Linked DNA regions of Anas platyrhynchos: region 1 is linked to region 2. The links are chromatin contacts, called in public Hi-C maps. All regions are on one chromosome and are shown on one strand. The core of a region is the stretch at or near the end of the contact, and the rest is flanking DNA. Distances in the headings are between cores, read along the strand shown. Region 1 holds the start of LOC101793288. Region 2 holds the start of CEP68 (centrosomal protein 68).

Region 1 (7,259 bases), core at 3,028-5,527, 220 kb after region 2:
AGTAAACACAAGGCATCCTCAGACAATTCACCCTATATAAGATCCAAACCTCTTTGCCACTGCTTCTCTCCCTCTCATCGCATACGAGAAGACTAAGTTAGGCGGCACAAATGGGAAATGGAACTAGCTCTGAGATCTCTTCCTTTAAATCTTACTTGTCAGATTATACAGAAGCAGTCAAATGCATGCTTTCACTAGCTGCACTGTTTCGCTTCTCCATATTCCATTTATGCTCAGCCATGGAATGCAAGGAACATCTGAAAAACACGAACCTGAACGTTGTGTTTGTTCATGACTCTCCTCTTAACCGAGAATAGCATCACTTCCCCAAAACAAAAAGACCCGGTTATTTTTACAAAATTGCTATGAGCAAAACAAACGTAATGTTTTCACTGCAAATCAACTGACTGGCTTCAACAGCTGCAGAAAAAGACACCGTACCTAAATCTGTGCACAGACATTGGGGAAGATGTTATAAGAACAAGCACGGTTTTAAACTCATGTAGGCAAACACGCTTGGCTGGGAAAGTCAACCAGGTTTAAGATCTGGCTCTGTGGGAACACTGCATTTGTGCGTAACCTACTGCACACATCCAAACAATGCATGAAGCGAGAGATTGCGTAAGGAATGCATAACCAGGATGCTTTCATTCTTAACATTTCTTCAGTTCATTTTACAGCAGCGTTCAACTCTGCGAGAAAATGCATTTGGGGGTGTTACCCTGAAACGTGTTATTTGGGAACCTGTTCTAAATGAAGATGAAAAGGTGCTGGATTAGAAAGTATTAGAACTAAATTACCTAAGGTCAACTCTTCTTAGAGGTTTATTTACAGAGCAGTATGTTCTCCAGTGCACTCAAACCTCACGTACACTAAAGTAAAGAGCAGCCTACAACTGCCTCGAGGTGCATTCTTAAAGGAAAGGGTCTCACAAAGCTCGCCAGAGGAAATATGCTAGCACAAGCAAAACAACTCTAGTTTTTCCCTCCATTACTGCAAACTCTCGCTTGCTTTTAAGTGAACCAGTATTTTCTTCAACGTGCAAAGAAGCAGGTGAGAAAAACAAAGCAAAAATGTACCTGACCGAAGGAAGTTAAACACACTTATCAAGAACTCACTCACATTATTCAGCATTTATCCCACCCACAGATATTGCTGTACTAAGAATATTAAGAAACATTCACAATAAACCAGGGACACCTAATACTGCAAAGAATAGGATCTATTTTGCATCATCTTTCAACAGACATATGACCCTGAGGTTTCATCTTTCCTTTCCCCAGTACCTACTTTCAAACATACTAAAGGTAGGTGAAGATTTCCCTTCCTTGTGGTTCTTCCAAATGACTCTTGGATTTTTTAAAGAAAAAGAACACGAACACAAATTACTTCCCTTACAGAAACAGACTCATTAACTCACCTTGCAATTGGTGCCCATACAGAAACATTCCTTGCAGTGACAATCCAAAACTTTAATTGCTACAGACATTAGCACAGAACAAAGTCTGCTGGAAATGAGACTGTCAGTTTTCAAACACGGCACATTTCAAGACTTTTGTGTGTGTGTGTACATAGGAGCAGCTTGAAGTAAAAATCTGTGAAACCTACCGACGAGTAGGATCTGAGAGAGGCACTTTTCCAAAGAGGACTATCCAGAAAAATCATAAATGAGTATTTTGAATCCCCATGAAAAGGTTAGCATGTCATTGCAGTAAAACATTCACAAAGACATAGTTTAAGTTGTCAGACACTACAATAGCACAGAAAGGAATGAACAGTCTGTAGAAAAAGATAATGAGTATCTCAAAGATGATTATGCTGCTGAGTATCGTGCAAACAACCAGATCTAGCACAGGTTTCTTTACCACTGGTTTTCCAACTGATACCAGTACATTTCTGCACGGAGAGCTCTATGAATATTTCAAGAGGCAAGGGCAAAGAGTTGGCTGAAGTCTGTCTAAGCTGGTTTATTATTTCCACTGTGAAAGACAAGTCTTCTGAAAGTGCTGAAGAGTTTCAGGGGTTTTTCATGCAACTAGGGTGTTAAAATGCTGACATTAACTTAAGTTAGTAAAGCATTTCTTGATGGTTACTTACAAACATGAAATCACATGCTGCCTCAATCAAAATAAATATGTAAGAAATACAATTGACTGCAAATAAGTCTAAATTTTTATAGATCTATGAAATCCTGTGCTAAATGAAACCATGATCATGGCAAAAAAATAAACAGAAGTACTGGATAGCACAAATTGCTATATTCAGGCTGAGATCCTTCAATTGTTTACTTATAAACAAATTAAGGAAGTCAAAAGGAGAGGTCATGCTTTCACATGACCTTAGAAGGTCACACAACACGTATTTTATTCAAAACATCATGTGGAAAGGAAACACCACAACATATCACGTTCTCTGAAGTCTCTTTCCTATGCAGCTAATTCGTATTTAAGTTTCAATTCTCATATCCTCAAGTTTATGCTATTAATTTTCACCTACGTGATAGAGAGATTTCCTGAAAAAATAAAATAAAATAAACTTATCAGTCATGGGTACTTCAGCTCTTCCCCTGGCTCTCCCAATTAACACGCTATTCCTCCAGATACATCTCCAACTGCATTATGAGCGTGCCTACAGACTTCTGTCTGCGCTGACAATACAACCTAATGTTTTTAGGCTTAAAGTAGGCTAATTGGTTTTCCGAGTCTAGTTCATACGTCCAGAGAATAAAACAAGAAGGAAATACTTTTAATTACGTTCAACCTCTAAGGACCAGCCCAGTTAAAAAACCAACTTCCATCAAACTCACTTTGCCATGAACTCGGCAGCTGAAGAAATCAGCTCTAACGCAGCACATCATGCTATAAAACACACATGGGAACAAAACTTATGTGACCAAGGCGGTACAGCTCCTGTTAATGAAGTTTTTTGTGGTACCTCAGTTCATTTACGAGCAGATGTTTACTTCAAATGGAGCAGCAAACTTCCCAAAGTTTCGATTTCTGTGCAGGGCGCTGAAGCTGGACGAAAGGGGCTGCCACCACCAAGAAACCAACTCAGTGACACTCTGAAGGAATGCTAGGGCTTAACCCTTCGTTTAAGAAACTGTTCTTCTCTAAGAAGAATATTTGGGTTTGTTGGATCGCCACGTACAACAACAAACTGAAGCGTCAGTGCTCAGTATGCATTTCAGCACTTAATACGCGCTTTAACGTTTTTGCTGATATTCAGAACGGCGTTACATTGAGGAATAACACCCGACCCACCACATAACTTTTTTTTTGGAGTGTCATCTTCGCCCGAACGCAGCTCCTGCCCCTCTGAGGCGAGGCAGAGCAGCAGAAACCAAGCCCCGGGGCCAGCCCCAGCGGTGGCTCCGCACCACACGCCCCGAGCCCCCCTCTCGCAGGGCGGCCCCAGCCCTCGGCCCTCAGCCGCCACCTCACGATCGTGCCCGGCCCTTGGGGCCCTTGGGGCTGTCCCCACGTCCCCGGGGGGCTCTCCAAGGGACAAAGCCGAGGGCTGAGGTCCGACCCCTGGCCGCTGCGGGGATTTTCACCTCAGCCTCCGCCGGGCGCGGCTGGAGGGAGGGAGGGAGGAAGGGAGGGAGGAAGGGCGGAGAGGAGATCCCCTCGCAGGGCCCGGGCGAGGCAGGACAAGCCCTGGGGATCCCCCGCTCGCTGCCGCGGGGTATGGGGTGCCCTTCCCCGGCCGAGGCCCGGAGGAAACCGGCCGCCCCCCAGCTGGGCGACCCGCCGAGGCGAGGGGACCGCGGCTGCGGCGGCGGCGCCGCCTCTTACCTGAGGGCTGCGCGGGGGGCGGCGGGGCCCGGGCGGGCATGGCTGCGGTGGGGTAAGGGGAGAGGGGACGCGGCCGGTTATCTGAGGCCTCCCGCGGCAGCCGCCATCGAGGGGGAACCCATGTCACGGCGACAGGAACCGCGTCGCGGCAGCCCGGCCCCCTCCCGGCGGCCACCGCCTCCTGCCCCGCTGCCGCCGCCCACTTGGCCCCGCACAGCCGCCGCCCCCGTCGCTCCCAGCGGCGGCCGGAGAGGCGGGCAGCGCCGGGGCGGGCGAGGCGGATAAATAAACGACGAGCGGGCGAGCAATGCTGCGGTGGTGGCGGCTGCTCCGCTAAGGGAAACGGCGGCGCTGCTGCGCGGCCGCCATCTTGAGTGCTGGCAAGCCTCCCCTACCGCGGCAGGGCGGCCATCTTGGACGAGGGGTGAGGCGGGGGAGCGGCTGGCAGGGAGGTGAAGCCGTGGCCGACATGTTGAGTGAGGGCAGCGGGTTTTTTTTTCCTTTTTTTTTTTTTTTTTTTCTTTTCTCCTGGCGGCCGTTATTTCCGCATAACGGCTCCCCGACAACTTCCACGGACCCTCGGGTCTCCCCCAGTCTGCACAGCCCCTCTGGTGCCTCAGGGAGCGGGCTGGGGTCTGCAGCTGCGAGCCCCGTGTTGCGGTGCTTTCCGTGCTCTCACCTAGTGAATGTGAGGGATTTAAGTCTTATTTTTTTTTAAGAGGTGCCCTGTGGCTGCGCAAGGTGGAGCCTGAGGGAGGCTGCTCGGGTGCGGAGCCGGGAATCCTGTCAGGAGCCGTGCCCTGCCCTCACGGCTGCCGCGGTGAGGGGGCTCGGGGCCGTGAGGGAGTTTCTCCGCGGAGAGGTCCGGCAAACCGGTGGGAACATAAAAAAAGAACCCCCAAAATAGAGCTGAGGAATCGGGGAGAATCTGTCGGAGTGTTTCAGCGAGGAAAGTGGCAGGAGGAGAGCTGAGAGAGGACAGTGCTTCGCAGTGGGAGCAGCGCTGCAGAGGATGGGTGCCCCTGGTGTGAGGACTCGGTGAGGGCTCAGAGCATCTCTTCTCAAAATCTCTTGAAGAGATTTTGGTTTTGCCTGTGTTATGAGGTGGCTTCATTTCTGATTCTTGAGGGTTAGGATAACATTCCTGCATAGGAAATCGTTGATTGCAAAATTTTGCCCCTTTGAAGTTTAGGGGGAAGTAGTCTGATCCCATGTATATGATCCCACAATCCTGTTTCCAAATCCACCTCTGGAACAGACAGCAGGATCGCTATTCCACCTTTTATGTCTCTGCGTGACCAGGGGGCAAACTTCTTGAACTTCAGAGCTTACAAACCACTTAATCCTCGTGGAGTCCCTGAGGGCCTGCCTGCGTCAAGCTGAAACCTCAGTTCGTAAGCACTGGGGGCTGCCAGAGTTGCCTCCTTCAAAGTGTAGCTTGGTACAAATTTGTTTCTGGGAAATGAGATTCATAAGTGTCTCCATTTAATAGAGAAGGTCTGTGCATAGGCTAGTTTCAAGTGCAACTCTAGTCAAATCTTCCTTTAGTTGAACTGGGTTTCTCAAGGTTGTATTTTTGTGGTTTAGTTCACTTGTTTACTGTGCAAATTCAGTCAAAAGGGGTAGAAAGACTGTCAAGAAAGCACACAGGGGGATACTGTGGTTTTTATATTTTTTTTATGTGCCCTTTTCCCCAAGGAGCACAAGCAGACAATGATTTGATCTCATAGATGAAAGAACGTTAACAGCAAAACCACTAATAAAAATCATGAGAAATACCACATGCATACTTCTGTGTGTTTTTTCTTATGCTTTTTTCCATTCCTAATGCCTGTTTACACTGTATTGGTAAGTATTGTCAAAACTGCAAACACCAAGTATTTTAAAATGCAAAACAAGGTTTTAAATAATGTGCGAAGCCTGATATACATCCCTTGACAGTAGCAAACTGAACACTACAGTGGTTACAACACGCTGACAAATTACAATAATAAAATAGCAATCAAAGCGTAATAATAAAACTTTGTTCCTATGGAGGCTTAAGCATATATTTAGACACAGTAATTTTTCTGAGGTAGGCTTAAAACAGGGTTGTACGTATGACTCTTCGTGTTTGAGATGGGTTTGTGAATAAAAATGCCTCAAATGCTTTTTAAGAGTAATTATAATTAATCTACTAATTTAATAAGACATATAAGGCCTCTGGGAAGCATGGGAAAATTATATTGTTAATACAATATTTCAATTACATTAGGAGTCCTGTTACAATAGCTTAAGATAATCATAAGCGACTATTAATGAGGCTGGGTGAGTGTTACATTTCGCCACCTGGTGGCTGTTTTCTTTTTTTCCAGCTTAGTGTGAGAAATGCAGTGTAAAGCTTGTGCTGACCTGGCAGGAGAGGAGGAGAAGCAATGAGGGGACTGGAAGGTAGGCAATTTAGCTATCAAAGAACTTTGACCTTCACCCAGTGTAAAATGTGGTTTACGATTGTATGGGTGAAGAGAAAAATCTGTAAAAGAAGTGAAATACTTAGTTGTAAAGCACCAGACAAATTAGGTAATTTTTTCCCATATCTGGCAACAGCCATTAAGTTCTAAAGCCCCAAAATATACCTCAGAGTGTGCTGTTAGTCCATGGAGCATCTTTTCCTGTACCAGCCGTGTTTATATAATGGTCATTGGCTGTGTGTGTTACCCACCCCTGTGGCAATATTGTAAATAACATAATTAGAGGAGCTAATTTTATTATTATCTTCTACAACTGAGGCATCAATGATATGAATGAACATATTGGATAAACACACAGCCTTCTAAACAACCCAGGCAGCAACCTGAGCCCCTGCACCCTAAAACAAATGCAAAGCTCTTGTGTGGAAGAGCCACAAGCCCAACCATGTACCACAGGAAGAGAGCCAGAAAGATCAGCAGCGTCAGTAATTAGGTCCTAGAATAGAAGGAAAATGGTTAAGTAAAATTCCCGGATGGTTTGAGGAAGTGAGTCATATCCTAAGTTACAAAGAAAGGCAGAAAATCCTTCCAAATGGTCCCTGCCAGTTTGACCAGAGGGAAATTTCCTTCTCTTGGTGGTGTTCAGTAGTTTCTAGGATCAGAAGCTTTAATCAGTATGCAGTTGTGAGTCTGTAAAATTCATTTAACTTTAATGCAGGATCAGATGAGAGGTAAGTGTCCTACATGAAAAAGTGAAGGTGATCTTCACTTAGGCGTAGCCTGAATGATTGACAAGATGTGTGGGATTTTTTTTTTTTAGTCATTCCTGCGTAAGCTTTGCTGGTTGAAGGGGATTACATTTGCTGACGAAGGCAGACTGACTCTTTATAATAGCATTAGCCGTGTTATGTATTTGTTCTATGAAGTGGAATCAACGAGTTACAACCCTATTCAAGGTTATATTTTCAACACGAGTTACAACCCTATTCAAGGTTATATTTTCAACACATGA
Region 2 (7,408 bases), core at 3,566-6,065:
AATCTGTGATGCTAACAGCAACAGCATCCCAAAGCATTCCCAAGTTCACAAATCCACCTCTGTTTTCTGTCGCAGTGCCATACCACACACGATTTCTCCAAGCACGCTGTACAGTTTGGATGACGGAGGTCTTCTGGATCCCAGGAGGCAGCACGCTGCTATTTGCCAGCCCTAACTGGTTCCCAGCCAGCCACTTTGCTTGCAGAGCTAATTTCCACGTTTTGTTTGAACAAGTCACGCACAGAAGTCTCAGCGAATCGGACGCCAAAAGGTCAAGTCCAACTTCCAGGTGATTGAAATGCCCAGGAAATCCTCTGAGGGTATTTGTGTGCCTGGCTCTGAAAGCCAGGGTCTTTGCACCGGGGAGAAGTGACACTCGCAGTGGGATTCCTGCTGTTCTAACCCAAACGGGTACCACGTATTAAATCCCAGTGTCACTTTCAGAGCCTAACAGCCTGTCTGCCCCCCTCTCCCACCTCATGCTCACCCTTTTTGGTGCTTTCTTCCCTGACTGAGCAGGGGGCATCACCAGCGGCCAGGACGTGAGCAGACACCCCAGCAGCTCGCTCCTCTCCTTGCCGGCGTGTTTCACATGCTCGCAGTGCCTTCCCCGTGCCGTCATTACGCAGCAGGCAGGCATTTGTGGCCAGATCTCCAAGAAGCTAACACAAATCCAGCAGTCTGGGATGTAGGCTCAGTCCCTGGCTTCACGCCTTAAGAAACGCTCTTCCCTTCTCTATGCAACTCTCTCTCATCATTAATATGTATTTATAGTCCACCACGCTGTTCACATCAACATAATCCTTTCAATTAAACCCCCCCGGGGGCTTGGAGTTACCACAGGAAGATGCATTCACATCCCCTGCAGCCAGCACACGAGCAGGAAGCCGCTCTCTCTGTACATTCAGAAACGATCCAGATTTTCAATTCCGTCCCAATCCTACCAGCCAGGAGGGCTTGAGAAACCCACAGGTTGGGACACAAATGCCTTTACAACCAGTGAATTAAAAATTAGAAAAATCAGAAAACAAAGCAAAGCTTAGCAAGGCACCAAAGCGTATTTAAAAGTTTAAATTTCGCATGCATTAGTTAACAACCAACCTTGGCACACCTCCTTACTTTTAGAGGGCTGCTGTACCTTGCTATTTCTATCAGATTTAGTGGCTTAAGTCTCACGTCAGCCAGCCCAGTAATAACAGATACCTCCAGCCCACACATGCCGGGCAGCTGGACAATAAGCTGCATTTAAAAACAGACTGAAAATGAACTTTCTGTAAGTTTTCAAACTCTCCTACTACTAAAGCATAGTTGCAACTCCCAAGAGCATCTAGACAGCCGGGTTTCTCACCGTTTTCCAACAGCAGCAACACCGAAGTTTATGTTGCTGGTGGCCAGGCCACACCAAGAGCCCCACGATGGGATGCAAGCCCCAGCCCTTGGCCAGGACAGACAAAGAGAAGCTCAACACGGCCACAGAGTGACGTACAGCCAGGGCTTTAGGCACAGCGGAGACTTTCCACTGGCCTTAAAAGCCCAGGAAAGCAGCCAGAAATCCTCACCACAGCGGAGCCCTCGGTTGTCCCACCAGCGATGGAGCGGCACAGAAACAGTACCCATGGCCACTTCTCGGACAAAACAATGAATGAAAACAAAAAGCTTTTCATTCACCTCAGGGGGGGCACGTCCAGAAGGAGTAACGGGATCTCTCCGGAAACCGATCCCTCGACTTTTCCCCGTTGTCAAGAGGAAGCTGCCTGCCAAAAAGTCGCCACCGAAGTTGGTGGAAAACAAGGGCTGTGCCCCAACCCACCGCGTCCCACCGCCAGCGCTCGGCCCACGGGCTGCAACAAAAGCGGCGACGTGGCCGGAGCTTCCGTCCTGGGGTCCTGTTCAGCGGGGCACCCCAAACCACAATTTGGGGTCACGCACACTGCGGGCACTGCTTTTGGTTTGGGGTCACACACACTGCGGGCAGTTTTTTGCTGTTTTGGGATCACACCCACACCAACACTGCTTTTTGGGCCTGCAGGATTTCCTTTTTATTACTGTTTTCCTTTTTTTCTGGCACGCTTTTCTCCCAAAAAGCCCTTCTACGGCTAAAAAGAAATACTCGGAGTTGTGCTTTAACCCCCCCAAAAAGGGGGAGAGCAGCGGGACCCGCCGAAGCATGCCCTGCTAACGCAGCAACCGCAGCTGCAACACCGCTACCTGTAACGGAGAGGGGCCAAAACAGCAGAACCCGCCCTCTTCTCCCCGCGGACACCCCCCTGGGCTCACGGAGCCCCCCGGAGCCCCCCCAGGCCCCCCCCCAAGCCCCGCACCCCGTGCCCGGCCCGCACCTACCGAGCAGCGGCCCCGGCGCCCCCGCTCTCCCCCGGCCCCGGCGCCGCGCCCCCTTCCCCCGCGTCTTAGCCAATGGGAGCGCGAGGAGTTGCGTCACAATGGGAGCGGGGCGAGCCGGCGGCCAATGGGAGCGGGGCGTGCTCCCCCCTCCCCTACCGGAGAACCCCCCCCTCCTCCTCCTCCCCTTTCTTCGTTTTGGGGCTGCTGCAGGGCAGGGCTGGGAGGGAGCGGACCCTGCTCTCCCGCCCATATCCTGCTGCCAAATCCAGCCAAGCCCCTACCCCAGGCTGCTCAGGGTTGGTGAGCGCCAGGGCAGGCGTTTTCCTGCTGCTCCGGGAGCTCAGGACCTTGTGCAGCAAAGTCTCTGCAGTGAAGGGAAAGGATTTATTTAACCCATTCTGCGGGTGCTGGCACTCGAGGGGCAATCCCCGTGCCTACAGCACAAAGCAGGGCTTGAGTGCCACAATCAGACCTGAAAGCACTGCTTCTGTGCTCTGGGAAGCTGGGATGGCAGTCTCCGTGTTGTCCGTTATAGGGATATTAATAGTGCTGCAGGGGGAAGAAAGAGCAGTCAGAAGCGCTTTGCCACCTTTAAGAGCCACAGAGTGAATGTTAGGTGTAACACATCAGTTCACCAGCCTGTCTTGCAGTGGGAAGGAGCTGCCACAAGTCTTCCCTGGTTCTGCTGGCAGCGTGGAGGTGACTGACCTTATCCCCCTGTTAGAACAGCTCAGGCACTGAGTTGCAACATCGCTGTGTTGTAACCTGGTAGCACCGCATTCCTCGCTCCTTCAGGACAGGTTTGTAGGCAAACTCCGACCCGTGCTCATGGGCAGGAGCCATCTGGGCACAGAACTGCTCCGACCCCTCTCCGCAAGGTGCTAGCAGCCCAGCAGTGGTGATGTGCTCGTGCGTTTTGCTATTAGCCCTGGCATCGGCACTCGGACACCTTTGGAGGTGCCAGCCCATTTGGGCAACAGGCCAGGACAGGCTCTGTTTGCTTGTCACCTCAAAGAGACAGCAAAACCCCCTGTTGTATTATTAAAGTTCCTTTCAGAAGGTTTCACGTAGGCCTTCCTCACTTTAATTTGTACTCACCCTTTCTTTAGTCCTTCAGTCCTTCGGTCCCTGCCTGAGCTGTGCTGTGGGTGTACCTGCTGCCAGACATGTTCCTAAATTGTTTGGTCTCACAGGACTGGGAGAGATCCTTTTCTTCCTGGGGTTAACAACCCTTTTTACTCCCAGATGTCTGCATTTCCATGTCTTGGACCCATTCCCCTTGTTCTCTTGATTCACTCTCCCTAGGTCACGCTTCTTTGAAACTCAAAACCTAAACCTTGCCCCAAACTCCAGCACAGGCCTGGCTATGATAAGGCAAATTTAGTGTGGTTCTCCAGGCTGGGTTCCTGTTTACACATCCTGGTATGCTACCTGATTATTCACAGAGCAGGGCACTTGACTCATGCTTCAAACTGCCCGTAACTTCCTGATCCGGCTCCTTAATCCACCGCTTCCCAACAGTATTTGTGCAGTTCGTTATTCTCATCTAGATTAATTCTTTAGATCCTCTCTTTTCCAGACCCTCTGCCAATTCTTCTGATGTTGCTCTGAATTTCAGCCCTGCCCTCCTCCCCGTTCCCAGACCTTTTCTTCCAGGTGGGACCCACAGGTTTTCTGTTCTAAAACGGTTGTCGTTAATCAAATACTTACAGCCATATGGTAGGCACCTGGGGAATCCAGTCCCTCAGCTGCACATTTACTCTAGTAACGTCTGAGTAAGCAGCTTCATTTCAGCCATGTTGCTTTAGCTTCTTTTTAGTTAGAAAAAAATCACCAAAAGCCTAGAAACCTTCCCTTACCCATACATTTAGATCACGTAAAACATTTAGATAAAAACCACTACTGCAGTGTTACTAAGGCTTTCCTAAAAAAAGGTAGCTGCTGCTTCTCCTTCCTAATTTTGCAGGAACACCAGAAAATTTGACTTAAGGGAACACAAAGCAGCTCACAAAATAAAACATGCAAAGCAGGATTAATTAAGAATAGAGAAAAAACAGAGTGATACCTATTTTAGTGTCAACATTGGAGTGCAGGGAAATGAAATGTACTGTTAGCAGCTGGACAACTTCAGTTCTTTACCACTTAGTTGCTCAGCTGGACAGAATGGAAGGATTTAGCCCTAGAAAAAGGCCAAGTAGAAACTGCACTTCTCCTTTCTGGCCACACGATGTACCCATCACACCATAAACATCCTGGCTTCACTGCCAGCAACAGGCAATCCAGCCCTAAAGGCAGGTGTTTCTAGTTTCCACCTTCTCCCAAAGCATCTCCTTACCTCTGTCCAGGCCGAGGCAGCATTGTCGTCCCTCTGAAACACCCAGGCAGCGCAGATCAAGGCTCGGTGCTGTTGTGCAGGTGGGGATTAATGGGAAATGCTCTGACTTTCCTCTTGTTGGATGAAGGTGATGCGTTGCTGTGGAATAAATATGAGCCAAGCGGTCAGGAGGTGGTGGCAGCTGCCAGTCAATATAAATTATAAGGGACAGTGAATAATTGGGACTAATTTGACTTTTTAAGTGTGAGATTTTACCACTGCTTTTGATGGAGAACTTGGGGGATTTCTTTTTCATTCTAATTCCAGGGTTGTATTGTATTGTTATTTGTATGTTGTCCTGAGCAGAACTCAGAGACTCTTCAAAACCAGAGCTGTGATCTGCACGAACCAATCATCAGCATGGAGCTTTGTAAAAGAAATAGATGGTTTGGTATAAATTTAAAATTAGTTAATGTAAGCATCACAATAGCAAAGCAGTGGTTTGAAGAATGGCTTGGAGTCATAGCAAATGATGCCATGCCTAGCAAAAGGTTTGGCCTTTGTTTTTTTTTTTGCCAGGCCCAGAAGGCCTGCACACAACTAAGACCATAGCACAGTCGACTTGTTCAAAGAAGACCCTGCTCTCTGATAATAGGAGGATGGCATCAGGGTCACAGCATTCCACATCTCCTATTCCTTCTCTTGGCAGCCCAGCAGGAAGAGAGGCTGCAGCACAGGACCGCCAAAACCCAACAATTCTTAACGACTATTAAAGAACTCTCCAAAAAGTAGGAGATTTAGTGAAGATTTGACAGGCACCATCCTATTTTGCTTATGTGGCACTCAGGTGATTGGGACCAGACCACTCGGACACACATTTCGTGGCTTGTGAGTGTGAATAAGTGAAATCTATAAAAGAATGAGTGTGAGCGGGTAAAATTGGCTTACATACAAATTCTTTAAATAAATACTATATTCCCCTTCTATAAGATCTTATTCTGAGTTTGGCTACACCGGTTTCCTAACACAGCAGGAATGGTACTGCTGAAAGGATAAAGCCCCATACCTTAAGGAAGCTCAGTGAGCCAAATTACTTGAGCTAATTAATGTTACAGTACCAGGGAAGCAATGTTTAATCTCAACGGCTCTGTTGCTGTTGGTTGGAACCTGCTCAGTTTGCAAGCTTTGAGTTCTGAATATTTGGAGGCCTCCCTCAACCTCTGGTAGCTGTGGGCATCTCCATCTAATTATATTGTAGCATACCACAGTGAAGAGAATCCAGATCTGCCTGATTGTGTACGAGTTTTCGTGACACAGTAATTACAGTAATTTACATAGCATCGCTGATCACTATCCCGTGGAGATGGTGAAGTCTAGTTACCCAAGACTCTGGAGTGGCTTTGTGTTGCATCTCCAGTCCTAGGTTTCAGAGCCAGTTTGTAATTTGTCTGGTCTCTGGCATAAAGTTTGACAAACCCAGCCCTTACGATCGTGGAGATAACTTTCAAAATGTGGAAATAAATTCCAGCTGCTACCCTTCCTGCCCAGTCTAAAACCACAGGTATCCTCCTTAGCATGGTGGCTCTACTCTCACATCCAAGATGCAAGAACTTGCAAGAACAGCAAGTTAGCTGTAAACTTGCCAAGCTCTTTTCATGCAGATCACAGCACACGAGACTCCCAAGAGGTGCAACGTACTTGTACATTCGCTTGAATGCTCATAATGGGAAGACAGCAGAGATTTGATTTTCAACAACCTAACATCACTCCACATATCTGAAAGGTGACCTGACTATTAGCACAGCTGTACCACGCAACCTGTTAGACCCAAACCAGTCATTTGATAGCAGAACAACATGGTGTTGTCTTTCAACCTTTTAGCTGACTCACAAAGCACTTCCCTACAATTATATCTACCTTAATCAAGCAAGCCGAGGATTAAAAAAATAATAATAATAAAAGAACTAATCTGCTCCTTGGCCATAATTGGATTTCATCTCTACATATTCAATTACAGCAGTAGCAGCTGCTTTTGTTATAAATTTATTTTAAGTGTTTTTCTTTGTGTGAACTTCTAAAATGTGTGGTCTGTCTTTTTAACCCATCACTCATTTTTAGAAGGAAAAAGTGAAGTACATTTTCCTGAAAGCTCTCTTCTTAAAAAATGATTGAATTACTTCAAAATTTAAAAGCATGAGGCCAGATTGGCAGGTGGTGGTAGAAATATCATGCAAAACTTCATCTGTTTTGTTTAGTGTTAAAGCTCTAAAAATGTCTGGATTGAGTCAGCTGGGACTCAGCCTAGTGTTTGACTTGGTTCTCATTGAAGACAAACCAATCACTCCACATTTTTCCATGGGTCTCATAAAGGTTCATGGCTTTCAAATGGTGAGGCACTACAGCTCTGACAATCACCACCTACCTCAGAAAGTTTCCGAAAACCTGCTTGTTTCAGGCAGCAGCCATCTCTGTATCCAGAGCTGACACTTGAACAGCTAGCAACTAATGTGCGAGAGCACTCCTCTGGCAGCTTGCTGGTTGAGCAGCGTTCCTCCAGGTATCTCCTTAGGGTTTCAGCAGGGAAGCAAGAAGACAAAGACACAACCCTGAGGTCAGATAGGCTTTTTGGAAAACATCACATTGATAGATTTATAAAATTAACATACCAAAACACAATACCATTACAATTTGTAAATCACACATGCACAGGTCCTTCAAATTACACTTCTTTCTTCTGGAGCTTGCAATTCT

The links. Hi-C and Micro-C count contacts between places; a contact is called where the count stands out from the background.
Region 1: a Hi-C map of subcutaneous adipose tissue shows a contact between it and region 2, with 2.6 times the contacts expected there. The contact joins the promoter of LOC101793288 here to the promoter of CEP68 in region 2. A contact is called at or near these places in 3 of 8 Hi-C or Micro-C datasets (liver, skeletal muscle and subcutaneous adipose tissue).

The regions. Positions count from the first base shown.
Region 1 is chr3:13,243,490-13,250,748 of IASCAAS_PekinDuck_T2T, forward strand. It overlaps LOC101793288, which reads left to right and starts at 4,278. Exons shown (of 26, transcript XR_011808005.1): 1 at 4,278-4,835; 2 at 6,152-6,227. It overlaps AFTPH (aftiphilin), which reads right to left and starts at 3,965. Exons shown (of 8, transcript XR_003496100.3): 1 at 3,798-3,965.
Region 2 is chr3:13,021,815-13,029,222 of IASCAAS_PekinDuck_T2T, forward strand. CEP68 (centrosomal protein 68) reads right to left here and starts at 4,816. Exons shown (of 7, transcript XM_072035310.1): 1 at 4,679-4,816. LOC113843090 (a long non-coding RNA gene) reads left to right here. Exons shown (of 2, transcript XR_003496093.3): 2 at 1-1,077.